3 separate regions of the Sus scrofa genome follow, and all the other regions are linked to region 3. Evidence: chromatin contacts called from public Hi-C and HiChIP or PLAC-seq data. All regions are on one chromosome and are shown on one strand. Each heading gives the region's core, a stretch centred on a gene start, on an enhancer-like site or on the middle of the called end of the contact. The rest is flanking DNA. Distances are from core to core; before and after follow the strand shown.

Region 1 (3,458 bases), core at 681-3,180, 150 kb before region 3:
CCCAACCTAGACAGTGAGATGCTATCAACTTGAAGCTGAGAGGACATAAAGGACCCTAAATACAACAGCCTCTTAGGACCAAAGGAGTGAATCTATCCAAGTATGGAACCAACACACAAAAGAACAAACCTGAGAGTGAGAGATTAGACCCTGGTGACATTATTAGGCACACACCTATTAAGTACTGTCACTCCATTCTTAATCTCAGAACCATTTGACTTCAAAGTGCCCTTCCTCCAGCCAGCATACTACTTACTCTGATTCCCTAAGTCTTTATCCTTACGCTCAAGGGACTCTTTTCATGGGGCATGAGAGGAAGAGTCTGAAGAAAGGGAGACGTGGATGATCAGAGTTCTTAAAATAAAAAAATATAAATATAAAAAGAAATATAAACATACATTCGAGCAGACTGTGGGCAATAAATGAGAAAATGGTGAGGGCAAAAATGGCTGAGAGTGAAAAAGCGGCAGACAGTTAAGTGTGCAGGTTAGAAGAAGAAAAAAAGACTACAAGAAAGGGGCATCTGGGGAGTTCTCTTGTGGCACAGCGGGTTTAGGAAGCATTGTCACTGCAGTGGCCCAGATGGCTACTGTGGGCTCAGGTTCCATCCCTGGTCCTCGAACTTCCACATGCCTCAGACATGGCCAAAAAAAAAAAAACACGTTGGGGGGCATCCGGCATGAACTCCCTCATTATCTCCTCACTGCAAACCTCTTGTTGCGCGCCCTTTCACTAGCTCATTAGCTACAACTGGCCATCTTTCGGTTCTTAAAAACGAAGTTCTTTCCTGTCTCAAGGTATCTACTCCAGTCTAGATGCTCTTTCCTTTAGTCCTCTCAGGACTGGCTCCTTTCTCACACTTCAGATCTCTTCCAATGCCACAGAAACATTTCTTCAGAAAAGTCTTTCCTGGCCAACCAACCAAACGTGGATCTTTCTCTTTCCATCACCTCTTATTTCCTCTTCAAAGCTCTTATCAACTGTATTTACGTAAAATGTTTAGTTTATCGACTCCACCAACAGAATGTAAGCTTTCTGAAAGCAGAGGTTTTGCCTTGAACACTTCTTTTTCCTCATACCCCAAACTTGACATAGAATGATAGGCAATGCTTATTAAATTCTGCTGAAGAGAATGAACGGCAGAAAGTGAGAAGATAGTTCGGGAAAAAGTCGGCGTCGTAGTCAGCTGTTTCTAGGGAAGGTAACAGGAAGGGAGCAGGTAAAGCCAGATGGGCTGGAGGCCCTCACAGGAAGCGGAAGGTTTACGTCGGCGAGAAAAGGGGGTGTTGGATGAGGGCTGCAAGCTTCTCCCTGTCACGCGTGGGGTGGGCGGCTAACTTGTCAAAGGGGCATCAATCGCTTAGTGACCAACTCCGGGGCGTCCCGTAACCGGGAGCCAAACGCTAAACTCTCTTCAGACACCCCTAGGTCCCGCCTAGCGGTCCTACTCAGCCGTCGTCCACGAAATCGCTAGTCCACCGGACATCAAACTTAACGCCCGGGCCCCAGCCCCTTGCGGGGAGGCAACGTATGAGAAAAACGGCACCTTCGGCCGAGTCACAAAGAGGATCTGACACTGGCCCAGCATCCCGGCGCCCGCTCACCAGCTGGCTGACGCGCTTCTCCCCGCCCCCAGCCCGCCCCGCGGCCCGACTCCGGCCCTCACTTACGCTTGTCTCCGGGCTATGAGCCGATGCATGGGAGTCGCCATCTTAGCGCAGCTGACGCCCGCCGCGCAGGATTTTGGGAAGTTCCTCCAAGGGGGCGGGGCCTTCGAACCCTGGAGGCTGTCGGCGTGGGCGGAGCTAGTCCCGCCTGGCGAGTCGCGGGGGCAGCTTCTGGGGCAAGTAGGGGGTTGGGCCTGTGTCGGGCCCTTGTTTGAGGAAGAGGAGTGAGGTCGGTTGTCTCTTCTGAACAAGGCTTTTGAAGGGTGGGGTCATGTAATTGCTAGGAGAGACAGGGAAGAACATTCTCCAATGAGGTGTTGATCTGTTCCTTCCCTTTTCTTTTTTCACCTGTGGAATATGGAAGTTCCGAGGCTAGGAGGTCAAATCCTGGCTGCAGCTGCCGGCCTACGACACCGCAACTGGGAACCCAAGCCACGTCTGGAACCTATACCGCACCTCACATGGCAGCGTAGGATCCTTAACCCACTGATGGAGGCTAGGGCTCGAACCCGTGTCCTCTTGGATACTAGTCAGTTTCAGTTATTGCTTAGCCAGGGGGAACTCCTGGTCATCTTTATACACAAATGAATTTTTATATATAAATGAATGAAACTGCAGTGTTGAAGAAACTAGAAGTTGTCTGGAGAGCAAAGTGAAAAACAATGAGTTAAACAAGAGTAAGACCATCAGATGAGGAGTTCCCGTCAGTGGCTCAGCGGGTTATGAAACCAACTAGTATCCATGAGGATGCTGGGTTCAATCCCTGACCTTGTTCAGTGGGTTAAGGATCCTGTGTTGCCTCTGCTGCGGTGTAGATCAAAGATGTGGTTCAGATCCAGTGTGGCTGTGGCGTGGGCTGGCAGCTGCAGTTTGCATTCAACCCCCAGCTGGGGAACTTATATATGCCGCAGGTGCGGCTTTAACAAAACAAAACAAAACAAAAAAACCGTCCATTGAAAAATGCTGACCTTATCAAACCATCAAGTGCAATATATGTTAATTACTTACATTTTTATGTATATCATAGTGATGTTATAAGGGTATAGGTAAATTTGATTTGTCAACTGGAAAGAGTAACAAATATTAATTATTTAAGGATATTTTAGCATTTAATGACAGATCATGGAGGTTTAGTCTCCTAAATCCATTTTGTACAAATTTTTTTTTCTTTTGTCTTTTTGCCTATTTCTTGGGCCGCTCCCTTGGCATATGGAGGTTCCCAGGCTAAGGGTCCAATCGGAGCTGTAGCCGCTGGCCTATGCCAGAGCCACAGCAACGTGGGATCCAAGCTTCATCTGCAACCTACACCACAGCTCACAGCAACGCCGGATCCTTAACTCACTGAACGAGATCAGGGATCGAATCCGCAACCTCATGGTTCCTAGTCGGATTCATTAACCGCTGAGCCACGACGGGAACTCCGATTTTGTACCAATTTAATTCATTTAGACATTCTGTTTTCTTCCAAAGATCTGCTTGTGCCAGTATTTGTATGGCTTTGATTTCCATAGTTTATTTTTAGACTATTTTGATGTCTGGTAGGTCAAGTCTCTCCTAAATAATTCTAGTTCTCCTCAATTCTCTTTATTGCTCTTAAACATTCATTTTTCTAGATGAAGTTTGTTCTCAAATTTTCAAGTTTTCCACAAAACAATATTAAGATGTATTTGTCAACGAATTTTAAAGGAAATTGCACTACAGCAAATGTGAAAAGGCAAGAGAGAGTAAGATAAAACAAATAGGAGGAAGCAATTATTACTATTATTACTATTATATATTTTTAGGGCCACA
Region 2 (3,526 bases), core at 528-3,027, 130 kb before region 3:
AATAAGTAAAGGAGCCTCCTTGTAACATTTGGGAAATATCTTCAATGTTTTAATACTTTAATTGTTGTGTAAAATGGTAATCTTATTGTCACTCTCCACCTTCACTCTGTTCCAGTACAGCCTTGTAAATCTTCCTAGACAGAATATGAAAAAAGCAAATTAAATTGGCACATCTGTGGAGGTTAATTTGGCAATATCCATTCAAATGGAAAATACCTTTTGACCTAAACATTGCAATCTAAGGATTTATAGGTATAGTTGTTCTTCTTATGATTACTAGTTGCAGCTTAGTTTGTAATTTAGTAAAGACTTGACAACAACCTTAATGTCCACCTGTAGGGGATTTGTTAAAAAAATATATATATGCTATTTACATAAAATAGAATATTATACTGCTCGTAGAAGAGTGAGGCAGTTCTTTCAGTGTTAATATGGAAACATATCCAGATATTTTGATTGAGAAAAGGAAGGAACTTAATAGTATATATAGTATGTGATCACTTGTGTAAAAAATATGTATAACTGGACTTTAAGATATATTTAGGGAGTTCCCCTGTGGCTCAGCAGATGTGAATCTGACTAGTATCCATGAGGATGCAGGTTTGATCCTCCGCCTTGCTCAGTGGGTTAAGGATCCAGCATTGCCATGAGCTGTGGTGTAGGTGGCAGATGCAGCTTGGATCTGGCATTGCTGTGGCTCTGATTTGACCCCTAGCCTGGGAACCTCCATATGCTGCGGGTGCAGCCCTAAAAAGACAACAAAATAAAAAATAAAATAAAATATATTTATAAATGTTTTGGGAAAGCTACTGAGAAAATGCTAAATGACTGCCTCCAGAACTGGAGTAGTTAAAATGGTAGGGATGGGAGCATCGATTATTTTTCACTGTTTTGTCACAGTTCATTTTTAGTTTTACATGAATACACTTCCAAATAGATATATAAAATCTACATCAAGTGTTTAGCTTAAAGGCGTGTTTAGCAAAATTCTGTGGTCACTTCAGAATTTTGAAAAGGAAGAAACTTCTATTGATGCTGATGAATTACCAGCTTTAGGGCTGATAAAAACATATTCATACGCACATTCCTTATAGTTTATCATAAATCTCCTCAAAAGCCTTGCATTTCATTTTTAGACATCTTTAAAATGCTTGCTTCAAAATTAGCTCGTAGAAAGTGAAAAAAACGGCTTCACCAGGCTCCTTTATAGAAAGACATCATCTAAGAGGCAGGAAATTATCAAGTGTTTTCCAAATAATAACCCCAAAGTCACTTCTCTGGACAGTTAACCACACTGGGTTCTGTGAGACCCTCTGAAAATTCTGTCTAGTCTATAACTATTACTTTACTCTCAATTACAGCTTCCCCGAGGATGTTAGAAGCAAAGTGTGGAAAACGTTATCTTGACGAAAAGTATTCACGGCCGAAGATGCTTAGATGACCAAGAAAAAAAAAAGGCCTGCCTGGCTTCGCGGGTGATCAAGCCAGGTTCTGGGCGGCCTCCGGTAGAGAAACTCCCCGCAGCCTTCCTTTCTCGGCCGGACCCGCGAGGGCCGCTGGACTGACTCCGGGCTTCAACGTCAGCAGGAGGCCGAGGGTCTAGGGGGGCTTCAGGCTCGGCCACACCCCCAGAAGGGGCCGTCCGCCCAACCCCCTGAGCCCCAGAACCGGTAGATCCGGCTCAGCCCGGCCCCGCCCTTCCGAACCTCGCTAGCGGCTACGCCGTGCGAGGTGCGCGCGCGGGAGGCGCAGGCCCGGTCACGCTCCGCCCCCTCGGCCCGACGCGGCCGCCGGGCCCGAGGGCTCGGGCCTAAGCCGCCGGGGCCAGTACCCGGCCGGGCCACGGTCTTCGGCCCCGAGCGCCGCGCACGTCACCACCCCCCGACGTCACCTCCCGGCACTGCAGGCCCCGCAGCCCTCCGCTTTTCTGGAGGGGAGGGGCCCGGCGTCGCCACGTGACGCCTCGTCCCCGCCCGGCCCTGGTCACATGGGTGGCGCGGCCGCTGCGTCAGTCACAGCCCTGGCTGCGGGAGTCGAGCCGCCGTCGCCGCCGCCGCCGCCAGCGGACGGGGCGGGGATCCCGGTGCCAGGTCCTCGTCAGCCCGCCTCAGCCGGCCCTCCCGGCCAGGCCTCGACCGTCATGGAGCGGGGCGGGACCTCCGCCTGTGCCGTGTGAGCTGCGTCGCCGCCGCCTGCGCTTTTCGAGACCTCCCGAACCCTCGCCGCCGCCGCCGCCCGGAGCCCCTCGCCCTTGGCAGCCTGTCGCCGCCCCTCGGGCGGGCTCGAATGCGCGTCCGGTGAAGGTGCAGGCCCGGCGCTGCCACTGCCGCAGCCGGGAGATGGTTCGGGCCTAGCGGAGCCGGGACTGGAGGTGAGAAGCACCGACGGACTGACGGAGGGCCGGGCCGGGCGGCGGGGGAGTGGGGGAGGGGAGGACGGGGTCCGCCTCCGGATTCGGAGGGACCCTCCGGGCTCGGGCTGCTCGATCCGGCATCTCTTTTCGCCTTCGCATTCCAGCCCCCTACCCTTATACACACACAAAACATTAATGAAATGGCTAACCCAATCCTAACAAAAATTCCCAGAAATCCATCTTTTCCCAGTTTTGTCTTTCCCCTTCCATTTCTCAATCCATTCTTGCCCTCAGAAATTCCTTCGACTGCATCGTTGCTTTTAAAGCCCCTCCTGAATTTCAGGGTGTTTCTAGTTGAAGAGAAAAGAGGGCCTAGATGCTGGCTAGCATTACCCAACTAGTTCTCGCTTTCCTTCTCGCGATCCTGCGCACGTCCTCCTCCTTCTCCTCCTCCTCCTCCTCCTCCCCCTCCCTCCCCCGCAAAAAGGAAAAAAAAAAAAGGGAAAAAAATTTCCGCCTTCGGCTGGTTAAGGGGGTTGACTAAAAATGGGAATGTTGGGGGTGTAATACTGGAACACCCCCCCCCATAACTTCTGAATCGGTCCAGCTCGTTACCCCGATAGCTTGTATTTGGATATGGATGTGTAGGCCTTTCCTCCAGCTGCCGGTGCTCGGGGTTAATCTCGTAATTGACGTCAGTGCTTTGTTCCTTCCACTTTGCTGTTCCTTCCACTCTTTGAGGATGGATCATGGGATCCAGGAGTTGGAGGAGTCTCCTTACTGCCTTTTCTTTCGCAAAGACTGTCGTTTATAGGAAGTTGAAGATACAAATCTGCGATGCTTGCGTGTGGAGTTCAGACTAAGATGCAGAGTTCGATTTAGGGTTCTCAGAGTCATTTCAATTCAGAATGGTGCGATTTCTTTCCTGCTGGCTAGGGAGATTTTAAACTAAAGCTAGGCCCTTTTCCAGTTATCAGTATTTTTCCTGACGGCATCTAGTCTATAGTTGTGAATAGGATGTTTATAAATGCGGTGTTTAAATTGTGTCTTATTTTTGAGAACCCACGTGTTAAAAAGCTCAAAGCTTTGTTTCCATATTGATTTTGCAAAGCTTTGGAAAGTGCTCCTTTTGTGTACTTGTCCTTTAACTTGTCAAAGTTGAAATATTTATGA
Region 3 (3,091 bases), core at 111-2,610:
CCTCCTGGCACTGGGGAAGTATTGATTTCTGGCTGTTCCTGCTCCAAGCTGGGCTTGCCCGCTCCTTTGGTTCCCAACAACTGGAGTCACATGATCAGTGTGCATGGTGGCAACTGCCTCACTCATTCTGTCCCCTTCCTCAGAAAAGACAAGTAGGGAGAGAAGAGTGGCTAGAAGCAAAGGTGCCCTCTTCCTTCCTACCCCCCATCTACTCCTTGTAAGGCTGCTCCATTCCTTGTCATTCAACAAATATTTATCATCATTACCTGCCAGGCACTGACGGTACAGAGATGTGTAAGCGCAGGGCCTGTCCTCAGGAAGCTCAGGGGTGGACATGGGGAGACTGAATCACTAGTACACGGCCGCCAATCAATGTAGGGTTGACTGCTGTGATGGGGGAAGGCTCAGGAACCGCTGGGAACCCGAAAGGTCAGGAGACCTCTAAGCTGAGCCCTGTAGGAGCAAGAGTGGCAGGACAAAGAGACCGGTGAGCCTGTCATTCCTAGACAAAAGGCAGAGGCTCCCAAGCAGGGGACATATTATCCAGGAATCTGCCAGTATTTTGAAGCGGCGGGGAGGGGGGGTCACCATTTACCACAGTGGAGTCTGGGCTTTGTTGGAGGCTTCAGGCATCTGGGGGGTGGGTGGGGTTAAACTGGCTTTCAGCAGGGTTTGCTTCTAGGAAATCGATTCTGGCTGCAGTAAGTTTGGAGGCAGGCCCAGATTCCAGGCAGGGATCTGACTCTTACCAGCTGTGTGCCTCTGGGCAAATCATTTCTCCCTCAGAACCTCGGTGTCCTCATCTGTAAAAATGCAGACAGCACTTGTGAGGGTCAAGATAAATATTTATTGAAAGCACCTGGAGCACAACCAGCCCAGAGGGAGGGAGGAAGGCTCTGAAGCTGCTCCTGCCACCTGACCCGGCCTCCCCCACCTCCTTTCTTTGTTGGCCTGCGATCTCGGACTTGATCTCGGATCTTGACCATTGTTTATCAGGGAAAGATCACAGGGAGAAGCTAACAAAGCTGCCAGGAAGCAGCCTGGGTGGGACAGGCTGGGGGAGGGAAGGAGTATGGGTACATGCAGCGCTCCAGAAGGTGCCAGGGTAGAGCCAGGGCTGCTAGCCAAGAGCGCGCCCCAGCGGGGAATGGGCTAGTCGCCAAGAATAAGTGAACTAAGGCCCTCACCCTCCATAGTGGCTCCCTTGGTCCTACTGCCCTTGCTAGCCCCGACTAAGGGGGTGACAAATGCTGGCGCCAAGGATCCTGTGGCCAGAGAGAGGATGTGTAAGCACCAGGCCCTCTGTGATGGAGGGGCCAGCAGGCTGCCCCAACCCTTCCCAGGAGCGCCTCACCCACCGCACCACGTCTGCTCTTCCAGGCCAGCCTCGGCCCTCGTCGGAGCCATGGAGGCCCTGGGTCCTGGAGGCGACCGCGCCTCCCCAGCCTCATCCACTCGCAGCCTGGACTTGCGGCGGCTGTCTGCGCGCGCTGACTCGGCCTACGGCTCTTTCTCCGCCGCCTCCGGCGGTCCGGAGCCGCGCACACCTTCGCCGGGGACCCGCCCGCTCCCCTACCTGGACTGGGACTACGTGCGCGTGGTCTGGGGAGGCCCGGCCCCCGCCGCGCCCGCCGCGGGCCCTCGCACCTGCCCGCAGCCCCGGCCTGCGGCGGCCGCGCACAGCGGGCCGCGTCCCCCTGAGCTCCAGGGCACCCCAGGGCCTCTCAGCCGCCACGCCACCCCGCTGCTGTACGCGCTGGCGGCCGAGGCGGAGGCCGCGGCGCGGGCCGCCGAGCCGCCCAGCCCGCCGGCCTCGCGGGCCGCCTACCGCCAGCGGCTGCAGGGCGCGCAGCGGCGAGTGCTCCGGGAGACGTCCTTCCAGCGCAAGGAGCTCCGCATGAGCCTGCCCGCCCGCCTGCGGCCCGCGGCCCCCGTGCGGCCCTCCGCCGCGCACCCGCGCTCCGCCTCGCTCAGCCACCCCGGGGGGAAGTGGAGCCGCCGCGCCCCGGGGCTCCCGGGCCGGGAACCTCTGGCCGGGGACGCCTGGCCAACCAGCAGCGGAAGTGGTGCTTCTCCGAGCCGGGGAAGCTGGATCGCGTGGGTCAGGGGGGTGCGCCGGCCAGGGAATGTTCGGGGGAGGCCCGCTCCAGCTCAGGCCTTGGGAGGCTGGAGCCCCAGGAAGAGCAGCCGCGGACCCCGGCGGAGTTCGATGGTCACCAGATCAGGTGGCTGCCTGTGACCCAGCCCCGAGACATCGAGGACCCGAAACCCCGGTCCTTGAGGCTCGGCCATGGCTACAGACCTGCCGGTCGGAGTTGGAGCGCTTCAGGAGAAGTCTTGGCCCCGTGGGGAAGTTCAGGAGGGGTCATGCCCATTCCGCAGGTATGGAAGATGGGGGTTGCCAGCTTGGGATGGGGGCAGCTGGAAGACTGAAAACCTGAGCAACATTTCATCCATCTGCTTGCCTTTCCAGGCTGTTCCCCAAGGAGCAGAAACCACCAGCAGACCGTTGTTTCTGACCAAACGTTCTAGGTGAGAGACATGGACCCCTCTGGGGAATGAAAGCTGGGGGCAGGCAGCTTTCATAGATCCTGCCCAAGAAAGAAGAGGGCCTCCCACTTAGCCTCAGTTTGAACCTTCTGACCCTCTTTTGCAAACCACATCTCCTAATCCCTGCCCCCCAACACCCTACTGTTCCTCTGGTGCAGAACCAGGGTCATCTTTCCTGGTGACTGTGGTCAGTGTGGGGTCCCTGCCTCCAGGTTTCTGACTGAGAAAGATGCTGCAGAGGTGTGTCCTGCAGAGGGCCCCCAGAGCAGCCCCTCTGACGGTGAGCAGAATGTCTCAGAGAACTGCAAGGTGTCTGTTCGGCTTCCTTCCCTTCCTGATGATGAGGTTTTCCTGGAAGAAGCCCCGCTGGTCAGAATGAGATCACCTGCAGACTCCTGCGCTCCCTTGGGGCTCCCATCCAGGTGAATTCCCTGGGGCTTTTAAGCAAAGTGAGACACCCCGCTTCCTACACGCGTCTACAGAATGCTGGAGGAGCAGGGAACCCTCTTGCTGCTGGGGTCTGAGAGCCAGGAGGCGGGGG

What was found. A called contact is a pair of places that touch in the nucleus more often than the background predicts. HiChIP or PLAC-seq counts read pairs in DNA pulled down with a chosen protein or histone mark.
Region 1: a contact with region 3 is called in a Hi-C map of liver, with 3 times the contacts expected there. The contact joins the promoter of ZCCHC10 here to the promoter of SHROOM1 in region 3. A contact is called at or near these places in 1 of 5 promoter capture datasets (liver), 1 of 47 Hi-C or Micro-C datasets (liver) and 1 of 2 datasets of contacts at active chromatin or transcription factors (skeletal muscle).
Region 2: a contact with region 3 is called in an H3K27ac HiChIP or PLAC-seq map of skeletal muscle. The contact joins the promoter of AFF4 here to the promoter of SHROOM1 in region 3. A contact is called at or near these places in 1 of 5 promoter capture datasets (liver), 8 of 47 Hi-C or Micro-C datasets (embryonic fibroblasts, liver, mesenteric adipose tissue and 2 more) and 1 of 2 datasets of contacts at active chromatin or transcription factors (skeletal muscle).

The regions. Positions count from the first base shown.
Region 1 is chr2:135,304,326-135,307,783 of Sscrofa11.1, reverse strand. It overlaps ZCCHC10 (zinc finger CCHC domain-containing protein 10), which reads right to left and starts at 1,930. Exons shown (of 4, transcript XM_003123930.3): 1 at 1,671-1,930. The coding sequence starts at 1,711.
Region 2 is chr2:135,282,182-135,285,707 of Sscrofa11.1, reverse strand. AFF4 (AF4/FMR2 family member 4) reads left to right here and starts at 1,777. Exons shown (of 21, transcript XM_021084750.1): 1 at 1,777-2,371.
Region 3 is chr2:135,150,809-135,153,899 of Sscrofa11.1, reverse strand. It overlaps SHROOM1 (protein Shroom1), which reads left to right and starts at 1,360. Exons shown (of 8, transcript XM_021084746.1): 1 at 1,360-1,988; 2 at 1,991-2,382; 3 at 2,474-2,532; 4 at 2,763-2,972. The coding sequence starts at 1,406. It overlaps LOC102159960 (a long non-coding RNA gene), which reads right to left and starts at 1,450. Exons shown (of 6, transcript XR_002341904.1): 1 at 1,359-1,450; 2 at 1,188-1,265; 3 at 750-803; 4 at 1-453.